2 separate regions of the Mus musculus genome follow, and region 2 is linked to region 1. Evidence: chromatin contacts called from public promoter capture Hi-C data. All regions are on one chromosome and are shown on one strand. The core of a region is the stretch at or near the end of the contact, and the rest is flanking DNA. Distances in the headings are between cores, read along the strand shown. Region 1 holds the start of Pik3c2b (phosphatidylinositol-4-phosphate 3-kinase catalytic subunit type 2 beta). Region 2 overlaps Plekha6 (pleckstrin homology domain containing, family A member 6).

What was found. Promoter capture Hi-C pulls out the DNA fragments that hold promoters and counts their contacts.
Region 2: a promoter capture Hi-C map of hippocampal neurons shows a contact between it and region 1, with 2.3 times the contacts expected there. The contact joins the enhancer-like site here to the promoter of Pik3c2b in region 1. A contact is called at or near these places in 3 of 39 promoter capture datasets (the 3T3-L1 cell line, hippocampal neurons and liver), 1 of 115 datasets of contacts at active chromatin or transcription factors (pancreatic cancer cells) and 3 of 9 other capture datasets (adipose tissue, liver and pancreatic islet).

Annotation. Positions count from the first base shown.
Region 1 is chr1:133,043,420-133,048,566 of GRCm38.p6, reverse strand. It overlaps Pik3c2b (phosphatidylinositol-4-phosphate 3-kinase catalytic subunit type 2 beta), which reads right to left and starts at 2,555. Exons shown (of 33, transcript NM_001099276.2): 1 at 2,144-2,555.
Region 2 is chr1:133,277,917-133,283,063 of GRCm38.p6, reverse strand. Plekha6 (pleckstrin homology domain containing, family A member 6) reads right to left here. Exons shown (of 27, transcript NM_182930.2): 12 at 3,611-3,691; 13 at 2,657-2,725; 14 at 1,201-1,281; 15 at 798-947. Among named protein-coding and RNA genes, the nearest start is that of Gm19461, 11 kb to the right of the region's middle. Within about 2 kb of position 3,188, at least 10 of the 459 cell types and tissues checked have an H3K27ac peak or open chromatin away from gene starts, as enhancers often do. A contact at or near this core is called in hippocampal neurons and pancreatic islet, where this site is marked.

The sequences.
Region 1 (5,147 bases), core at 1,306-3,805:
TAAAACAATCCTCTGAAGCTGGGTGTTGGTGGCGCACACCTTTAATCCCAGCACTTGGGAGGCAAAGGCAGGCAGAGTTTGAGGACAGCCTGGTCTACAAAGTGAGCTCCAGGATAGCCAGGGCTACACAGAGAAACCCTGTCTCGAAAAACAAAAACCAAAACAAAACAAACCAAAACAAAACGAAAAACCAATCCTCTGAGCCACAATACTTTCCCTCCCATTTTACAGATATGAAAACTAAATGAAATTCACGTTCACAGGTCTGGAACCTAAGTCTCGCCAGGACTCACTCAAAGCCGTGCCTCACGTTCACCTTGCTACTACTCCACATGGTGTGGACTAAGAGTACATCCTGGAGGACTGAAGTTTGTGATTAGCTACACCATCCCCAAAGAAACAGAGACTCCTCCATTTTTCTCTCCAATGCTCCCTACAACACACACAACACCTTTAAAATACTGGGACAGGGCACCACAAAGAGACCTACAGGGCTACAAGGTGTAGAACCTCTGTAGGAGCACAGTTAGGTCATGGGGAAGAAAAAAAATTGCTCCAGACCAACAGGCAAAGCCAAAGAAGCACCCCAGAAAAATGAAAATGTGTAGAGCCCAAAATAAACGAATTGCCCTTCCCTTACCCAGTGCTCCAGTGGAAAGGAAAATGGATAGGCTTGCCTTCTGGCCAGGCCTGGGAGCTTGATCAGATTCAGACAGACACACCCATGCACTCAGCAGTAAGCTCTGAGCTACAAGAGCCAAACCTTGGGCTTCCCAAAAGCCAAAGGAGAAGCAGCCCCAGTCTGGGTCCAGGGCTCTTGTTCAAAGCCACCGTCTCCTCAGACACTGCAGGCCGTCAGGCAGGGCTATAAAATGTGCCTCGACTGAATTTTTCCACGGACACAGCCCCGAATGGGACTACCAGGCTCTGAAGGAGCGTCAGGCTCGCTGACTGGGCTCCAGGAGCTGCAGCTGGAAAGAGGGAGGCTATTTGTGTGTCAGGGTTGCCATTTCTCTCCTGAATCTCTTTCCAAGGCCTAGTGGGAGCAAATCGAGTAAGTTTTCATTCAGGGCTGGTTTGGGGCTGGAATTCAGTGCAAATTGCTTACATCTGCTTGGCCATGTCCCAGACAAGCAGGTAGTTTAGAGAAAGGAGGGGCTGTATCAGCCCACTTCTGTAGCCCAGGTAGCTTGCCAGCCGCTAAGGAATCAAAGGCCTGCTAGGGTCTATCAGTCCAGGCTGCAGAACTCTCTGACCAAGTTGAATAAAAACACCAGGGCAACCAGAGACAATAGGACTTTCACCCTAAATATGACTGGTGGGCTGGGACTGGGAAACCACAAAGATACCTAAAGGGAGGTGAGATGTAGGGCCAGGTTAGCCTGAAGGAGCAATGGCAGAGTTTAGACACTTCAACCTCTGCACAACAAGGGTGAATGCACTAACCTCATACATTTGGTAACCTCTTTCCACACCCCAGAAGCCTGCCAAGCCCCTGGACTTTTCACCCCACCCACCCCAGCTTGGCAGTTTTGCTGGGGCTTCCAGCTTCTATCATCGCACCAAAGCTGCAGCTGTGTAAAACTGAAAAATGAGGGGCAAGTACTGCCCAGGAGAGGAGCACTTTCCCGGAGGGCCGGGGACTCGGGCCTGAAGGTCCTAGTCTCTCCTGCAAGCTTTCAGTCTTCTGCTTTTGCAGTATCCTTATAAGGCCAACCCTACCCTCCGCCTGGCCGAAAATGTGTACCGTCCCGAGGTTGGACGCTGACTTCTCACTCCCGCTGCACAGGAAGGCACCACTCCCACCACCCCCCACTCCAGGACAGGTTTTGCTCTTAAACAAACTAATAAACAAATCGACTCCAAAGCGGTCCCCTGGTCCCAGCTCGTCTTGCAGCTGCACCCGGGAAGTGTGTTCCGGAGGAGGAGGCGGGTGCAAGCCCGGCGAGGCCGCGAGTCGCGGGCGAGCCGTGGGGCGGGGGCGAGCAACCTGCAGTGCTCGGAGGACCCGGCTGGGCTCTCGGCCCTGCCATTGTTGGCCCCGGCGCTGGCGCTTCGGGGCGGGAGCTCTGCCCACGTCGCCCCGACTAAGAGGGCGCTCCGCAGCCCCGGGGTCGTCCTCCCCGCCGCGTGCTCTTCCTACCTGCGCTGGCCGCGGGTTCTGCCGCGACACCCTGACTGTCGTGGCTGGGTGTCTAGGGCTCCGCCGACCCGGCTCGCTCGGAAGATCCAGGCGGCTCCAGCCCCCGCGTGATGTTCAGTGTCGCCTGCTCCCTTCGCTCGCACCGCGCGGGCACTGGGATCCCCGCAGCAGGAGACACACGGGCAAGCGACGGGCGTGGGGGCCGGGCCCGGGCCCGGTGCTGTCTGCCGGGAGCGTGCACGAGCTCGCAGTCAGGCAGCCCCGGGTGAGACAATAGCGCGAACGGCGAGCGAGCGGGGAGAAGCCATCTCCCGGACAGCCGGCGCACTGCACGGCGCGCGAGGCTCACCGGCTCCTGCCAGGACCGCGGCCCAGGCCGCCGGCAACAGCCGCAACGCCGAATCGCCTAGTCGCGGGAGCCAGAGGGCGGGGCGGCGGGAACACGGGCCCCCTCCCTCCCCTCTTCCTCTCCCCCTCCCCTCCCCCTCCCGCTCCCGCCTCCGCACCGTGTGCGGCGTCCTGAGCAGACCCCGGGGGCCAGCAATCCCACTTCCCGCTGGCAGATTGTCGTCGTTTTCCAGGCTGGAACCCCTTGCTCTGGGTCAGGTGAAACAAGCCAGATCACCTTATTGGAAGCGACACGGGCTGGGCGTTCAGTTATCCGTTCGAAAATTTCCTCTCATAATTATGCATGATAGGGATGCTCTAAAGAACTACCACCTTCGTGGGGGAGGCTGTGTTGGCACTTTTCTCTCCCGTTTGCTCAAGGGCGGTCTTCCAACCTGAGTGGGGAGGAGAAGTAGAGAAGCCTCCAACCCTATTAAGGTAGGAAGCAAACTTTGAAACTGTGTTATTTTCTCCGGGCACCTCCCTTAAAGCACCTGTGTCAAGCATTTTCCTAAGGGCTCTACCCAGTACTGGCCAGCTCCGTTTGCATAATAACTAGGGTCTCGGATCTCCAAGTACACTTTCTTCAACCAGGAACTTGTTCTTTGCTATCTTCCTTTCTTTGCCAGTCACACTGGGATTCAGCCTTCTTCCTCAGTACCCCTTCAAGCCTTGGTGGGAGAAGGTGTCTCAGCTCCCATGCCCTCTGCTCTCTAGCTAAGGCTTCTATGGAAACATCTGTTAAGCATCCCTTGCCTTGCCCCAAGGAAATATTTAAGATACTACCATTTCAGTCTATCAAAGTCAGAAAGGTCTTTATAAAACACATGGGGCCTTTGATCCCGCCCCCTTATTTGCATGAAACTCTGTAAGAAACCGGAGCAGTTTTCCAGGAGACAAGGGCTAAAGCCTTCCTAGGTTGGTAGAGGTAGAAACTGGGGAGAGCTCACAAAGAGGAGAGCTGTCTAGTAGAATGAGGATTTGAACAACTAGAGGAAGTCCTGTGGTGGAGAAAAGCAGTACAAAAGGGGAGTCCCTAAGCCAGGTCCTCAATCAGCACCTGGGAGGCAGAAGCACCCCAACGGGTGTGGTGTGTAACTCCAGGAGAGCTGCTGCTTTTTCTCCTGGCCTCTGCAGGCATCCATATGCATGTGCACACCCCCACAAGCATATACAGAATCTAAAAATAAATTCAATCTTAACCCCCACCCCCAAAAAGTCGAGTTCACAATTCTAAAGTATTTGAGGGAGAATATTGTTTTGTTTTCATCGAGGATGAAATGGAACGGTTAGATAGAAACCTCATGGGCATCACTAGGTGAGTGAAGAGAAAAAGAAGCCTGTGAGAGCTAAATCAGGTTCCGGTGGCTTGATGGTGAAAGACTCGTTCTAGAAGCTTAACAACTAGAGGAGGAATACAAAGGAGCATGAAAGATCAGGTATGGAAGTGTTGTTTGGCACAGGTTTTCCCATGTAGCTGAGGCTGCCATTTGAACTTGATATGTAGCCCAGGCTGGCTTCAAATTCATGATTGTACTGCCTCTTTCTCCTAAGTGCTGAGCCAACACCCTTGGCTTGGTTTTCTTTTAAGACAAGAAAGAAATGTGTTCCTATGCTGAGAGGTAAGACCAGGGAGCAAAGGGGTGAAAATGCAAACTGTCCCAAAGAGGAAAGGAGATGGCCCAAAGCATGCGAGACAAAGTTGCCTGGAGAGACTCACTGGCAAATGGATTTGGAGAGCAGTAAGTCTTGAAGCTATACCCTGAAGAAAAAAAATAGTTGCTACTTGATCGTCTTTGAGAATTCTGCTGAGACAAAAAGAGTAAAAATAGTATAGAAAGCTGGTTGTGGTGGCACATGCCTTTCATCCCAGCACTTGAGAGACAGAGGCAGGCAGAATTCTGAGTTCGAAGCCAGCCTGGTCTACAGAGTGAGTTCTAGGACAGCCAGGGCTACACAGAGAAACCCTGCCTTGAAAAACAAAACAAAACAAAACCAATAGATAGGATTGAAGATGTAAAAAATGTGGTTAGGTTTTAAATGACCATAGAAAGAAACGAGGGGGGCTGGTGAGATGGCTCAGTGGGTAAGAGCACCCGACTGCTCTTCTGAAGGTCCAGAGTTCAAATCCCAGCAACCACATGGTGGCTCACAACCATCTGTAACAAAATCTGACTCCCTCTTCTGGAGTGTCTGAAGACAGCTACAGTATACTTACATATAATAAATAAATAAATCTTAAAAAAAAAAAAAAGAAAGAAACGAGGGAGTACATAACTCGGTTTACACAAGGCCCTGGCTTAAGCCCCCAACACCAAGAGAGAACTAAGGATGGAGGCCCACAGCTGCTTACAGCTAGCATAGAGGCCACAGCTAGTGCTGGATATTTTTGTATGATGATGCAGATACTATTTGAATGTTTTCATCTGTAGCACCTAGACACCCGGATGTATAACACTGAGTCAGAGTTGCAGGTCTTCAGGACAGGTTCAGCGGAAGAATAAAGAAGAGGGCTTTTGCTGGGCAGTGGTGGCACACACCTTTAATTCCAGCACTTGTGAGGCAGAGGCAGGCGGATTTCTGAGTTTGAGGCCAGCCTGGTCTACAGAGTGAGTTC
Region 2 (5,147 bases), core at 1,939-4,438, 230 kb before region 1:
CCAGGTAGGTGCCTTGCGCTCACACCCACCACACCTTCCCCACAGCGATGGGTTTTATTCCTCAAACTAAGTGGAAACAAACCCTTCTTCCTCCTTAGTGTTTCACTTGCCAAGCATGCTGTCACAGCAGCGCAGTGAGAAAAGATGCAACTAACACACGGTGGAAGCCACCTTCAACAAGCCCTCCCTTCTACTGCTGCAAAGGGGTCTGGGGCTGGGATCCCTGGGGTCCGAAGTCTGGCAGGAAGGGAACAGGCTGAGGCATTCTGGGGGAGGCTACCACCAACCCTCCTTCCTAGAAGGGCCTGGGCACATCCCATGGCAGACTGAAGGGAAAGCTGAATCTGTTCCCATAGAGAGCATCCCTCTCTTCTGGGCTGTACTTTCCTGGGCTACTGTTACTCAAACAAGCTGTGTTGAATGAAGGATCTGCCTTAGGTCCCCCTGCTGACAGCAGCAAGCCAGCCAGAGCCTACTTCTACAAGGCAGAAGGCAAAGTGGGCAGCCGATGGGTTAGACAAGCCGAGGAATTCAGTAATCAGTAATCCTCAGCGACACACTGCCCCAAAGGAATCCTGGGACAAATGCAGCCTGTGGGTGATGAGCATACTCGCTCGCTCTCTGGGTAGAGGCGCTTTGGAATGAACAGGAAGGCAAACTTGCTGCCTGCGCGTGCCCTCTGCTGTAGGGGTGCCCTTGCAGCACCCCGCTTCTGCGGTCTTAGGAGATATCCAGGTCAGGGCAGAAAGAAGGGGAGGCCAACAGCCACAGCCCCTCCCCCCCCCCCACACACTTACCGTGGTCGCCTGTGACAGCTCCACCCGGATGTTGATAAGTTGGTTCTGCAGAGACTCCTTCTTGTGCAGCAGCTTCTCTGGGTAGGCGGGCTGGCTCCCAAACATCTCCAGCTCCTGGTGGGTTCCCATCAAGGCACTTTCTAGGCTCTCCTGAAGAAAGATGAGAGATGACATGAGCTGCCCCGTGACCTTTTCTAGGGTCTTTGACAACAGATGCCTGAGCCCCTGGTAGTTCAATCAGACAACTTAGCAGAGGTTATCCTCATAGGATTACTGTCCCTGGGAGACAAGAAGTCTGAGGAAGACAAAGACCCACCAGCTTTGTAAGGACAGAGACAGACAGCATCGCACACCGCCACACCCATGCCAGTCCCACCCACAAAACACCCCAGCCGCTGCTCACCTTCTCTGCCCGCAGCTGCTGCACCAGCCGCTCCTGTTCCCTTACTACCTTGTTCTGCTCACACAGCTTGCCCAGCAGCTTCTGGGGGCCCAGAGGAAAGAAAGAAGACGATGAAGGATGTGGGTTGATGGGGGCTTGGGAATTGGGTTGGCAGGACCCGGCCTCTGGATAACCGCCACTTTTCCCAGCCAAGGAACCTGGGCCTTCACCGTCACCTTGGAGGCTCTGGGAAAGAGCATGGTGGATCTCCATCTTAGGAAATGAGATGTGATGATTCTCTGAGTAGGGATGGGGAGTCAAGCACATCCTTATTCTACTGTGGGGGCACAGTGCCCAGAGGATGGAGAAGACAGTGTGGTCTCACCTCCTCAGCTGGGGGGCTGGGGGCAGGCAAGGTTTGGGAACAAGTAGTCTTAAAATAAGCAATGTAATGTGAACCAGGCCCTCTGCCCCACAGGGCAGCCCAGTATCTCTTATCCTGAGACTCCTGAGTTCTCTTTTTTTAAGGTAACAGCTCTCAACCTGTGGGTAGAGACCCCCACAGGGGTCACATATCAGATATCCTATATATCAGATATTTACATTACAATTCATAACAGGCAAAAATCATAGTTATGAAGTACCCATGAAATAATTTTATGGCCAGGGGTCACCACAACATGAGGAACTGTCTTAAAGGGTTGCAGCATTAGCAAGGTTGGGTCAGGATGGCTGATGAGAGCCCTCTTAGCTTTGGTCCTTGCCTGGAGAGACCCGTCCCCACCCCACCCCCAGGCCTCTCAGGCACGGATCCGCTGCTGAAGCGAGGTCAGTGGTAATGAGGAGGCCACAGGCAGAGCCTGCTCTCTTCTGGAGAGTTTTCCCCGTCCTCATCTCTCATTCATGTCTTCCCCTTCTGTCTTCTTCCTACTGGGCCAAATCTTGCCCTTTGAGGCTTTTCATTTCAAGGTCTTTTTCTCTGGCTACCTATTTTGTCCTTGACCCACTCATTGATCCCATTTGGTGAATAGATCTGATATTGCCACCTGGGGTATCCCACTGCTTGATGCTCCTGATGGCAGACATAGGCCATATCCTCTCTAGCAGCTTGCAGTGTCTACCACAGGCTTGGCACAGAACAGACTGACTGATTAACCACCAGGCAGAGCCTAAGTCTTTGCCCTAAGCCGACCCTACTGCTGTAGATAGGGTCCCACAGCTTGGTATAGAAGCATGAAGCAGAGTGAGAGGTGAAGGTGAGGTAGGGCCATGTCCAAAAGGAGAAGCAGAAGGAGGAGGAAGCAGGTGGAACACTGCGTTGTGGTCCTGATGAGAGGAGGTGAGTCAAATGAATGAAACGCCACCAGGAGAGGGAGGAGGATGGAGGAAAAGCCCCATGGGGGAAAGTGAAGATGAGGAGGACTACATGACATGAGGAGCACGTCGTGTCAGAGGGAGCAGGGAGAACTGCCCTTACATCCGTGTCTTGCTCGTTTAGCTTGAAGGTGTGGAGGCCATCCCGGAACACCTCTGGGTATGCAGGGACCTGCAGGAACACGAGGTCGGTTACTGCAGCAGGGGAAGACGAGGCTGGGTGAGTGGCAGAGCTGACATCACAATCCCGTTTCCTTTCTGCCAGGGACCACTGTCCACCACACCTGACACCTCTGTGCCAGGGTCTTAGGTCCTCTGGCTGGAGCTGGGAAGGCTGTGACAGCGAAGTTTAGAGTTCATCCTGATCCTGATTGTGGCTGATTCAGGAGAGGTTGACCACATGACCTGTGTCCCCTGTCCCCTGTTGGAGGCCTGCTGGAAGGCAGAGCTCTCTGCATGGTAACAATCATGAGGACGCCAGTGACCCCTGGGCAGTTTGTAGAGACAGTACTTGAGAGCTTGGCAGGAAGGAGCATCGGAAACCTGGAGAATCTCTGTCCACGTAAACCGAACACGCCGATTGCTGCACCCACACTAAGCCAGAACTGGCAAGATTCCAAAGGCATGGCGCGGGGAGAGGAGCAGTGAGTGCTGCCTTGCCTTGACAACGCAGCAGTCATCCTAGCCTGTTTACAAACCCCTGACATCCTCCCCTCATGCCCCAACCCTAGTAATATCTGTCAAGCGCATAGACAACATGAACAGAGCATCCTGGGCACTCATGCAGGTTTGTAATCCTCAGCATGCAGGAGATGTCACTGTTCGCTGTTGGATGGCTCAGGAAATGCACCCTGAGTTTATCTATGAATGTGAAGAATGGAGGCGGCATGGTGGAGCTGGGGAGAAGATGGGCCGGAATCTGTCTTACAGGAGATGAGGCCTGGTGGGTGAATGGATTGGGTGAGGCAGGCCTCATCCCACATGGAGTGACCCAGTCATGCACAAGCAGCTGAGATGGCATTGACAGGGACCATGCTGGCAGACAGAGAGGCCTTACTTGCATGAAAAGGTGGGCCCTGGGAGAGGAGTTCTCCACCATTCGGTTCACCATGCTGATGAGAGTCTCGCTCTCGCTCATCTGCAGCGGAGGAAGGAACGGACGGACGATTCACTCAGCCCTGGCTACGGCTGTCGCCCCACACCCCCCCCCCTCTGCCCCCGTGGCTCTCTGCAGGAAACAGGGGAGGGGCAGCTGCTTTGGGGGAGCCTCCAGCACCCTGACTTTGGCCTTGCCACTTTTCACCCTGTGAACTGTTTCTGGACCAGTACTGATGTCCTCATGCAAATGTCTCGGCAGTGTGCCGGGAGGCCACTGGACCCCCACTGACAGAGTGGAAGAGACCCTGCAAGGCCCAGGGACTCTGTCCCAGGGATGTCGGGCCACACTGGCCAAGCTGTCACCTCCTTCCCATTTCTCACACTGCTTTGGATGAAGACCACATGGTGGGAAAGCCAGTCTCCTCACATTGACACTAACCTGAGCTAAAACAGCAAACCTGGCACCTACTCTCTGCACAGCACCCCACCCCCACCCCCAAGCCTTCTGAAAGATTACTAAACAGTTTCCAGAGCTGGGCTGGCAGCATCCATGAGGATCGAGGATGGCACTGGGAAAGCAAACAAGGAGGTCAAGACAAGTGAGCCATGTTAAAGGGACACCAGGTGTCGGAGCGCTGTTCTCTGCCACGTCATCGTTTAATTTCAAGGATCATTGGGAAAGTGGAAGGGGATGTACTGAAGAGTGGGGAGGGAAGGAAGAAGAGAGGGAGGGAAGGCCAACCAAACCAATCAGATATACCCTCACTTGTCCACCGGTCCCACTGGGAGAGAATTGAAAATGAAACTGTCAGGGAACATCCTTGGCTGTGTCCCTTTAACTGTGTGGTCCACAGCAGATGGTGGGAGAAGACAGAAGGGGGGTGTACAGGGGGGGCTTTGGGGCTACACAGTAACTAGGGATGCTCTTCTGGGGTCAGAATTTTATCCACGGTCTCCCCAGCCTCTTCTTCCTCTTATCCTCTTGAGGCAATACCCCACACAGCTTTGTTTCTGCCATGCTGTGGCCAGAGTAAGCAATCTACAGCATTCTAATTTTTAAAAATTAATTTTTTTACTTTATATGTGCATTTTGCCTGCATGTATGTCCGTGTACCATGTGCCCACAGAGGACCGGAGAGGGCATTGGATCCCCTGAAACTGGAGATCTAGGTGTTTGTCAGCTGACACATGGGTGCTGGTAACCAAATCTGGGTCCTCTAGAAGAGCACCCAGTGCTCTTCGCTGTGGAACCATCTTCCCTGCCCCTGATATGTCGTAGTTTCAAAGGCTTTCTATTACCTGACTTTTCTACTCCTGTGAGCCCGGTTAGGGTTCTTCCTTAGTGTCACAGCTTTAAGAGGGCTTACAGTATAAGGATGAGCACAGGAGTTACAATATCAATATGCCAGCCTCCTTATTTAGTCTAAAGATCTGAAGTCAGTCCAGTCCCTACTACTTAAAGAGGCTGTGTGTGTGTGTGTCTGGGTGCACACGTT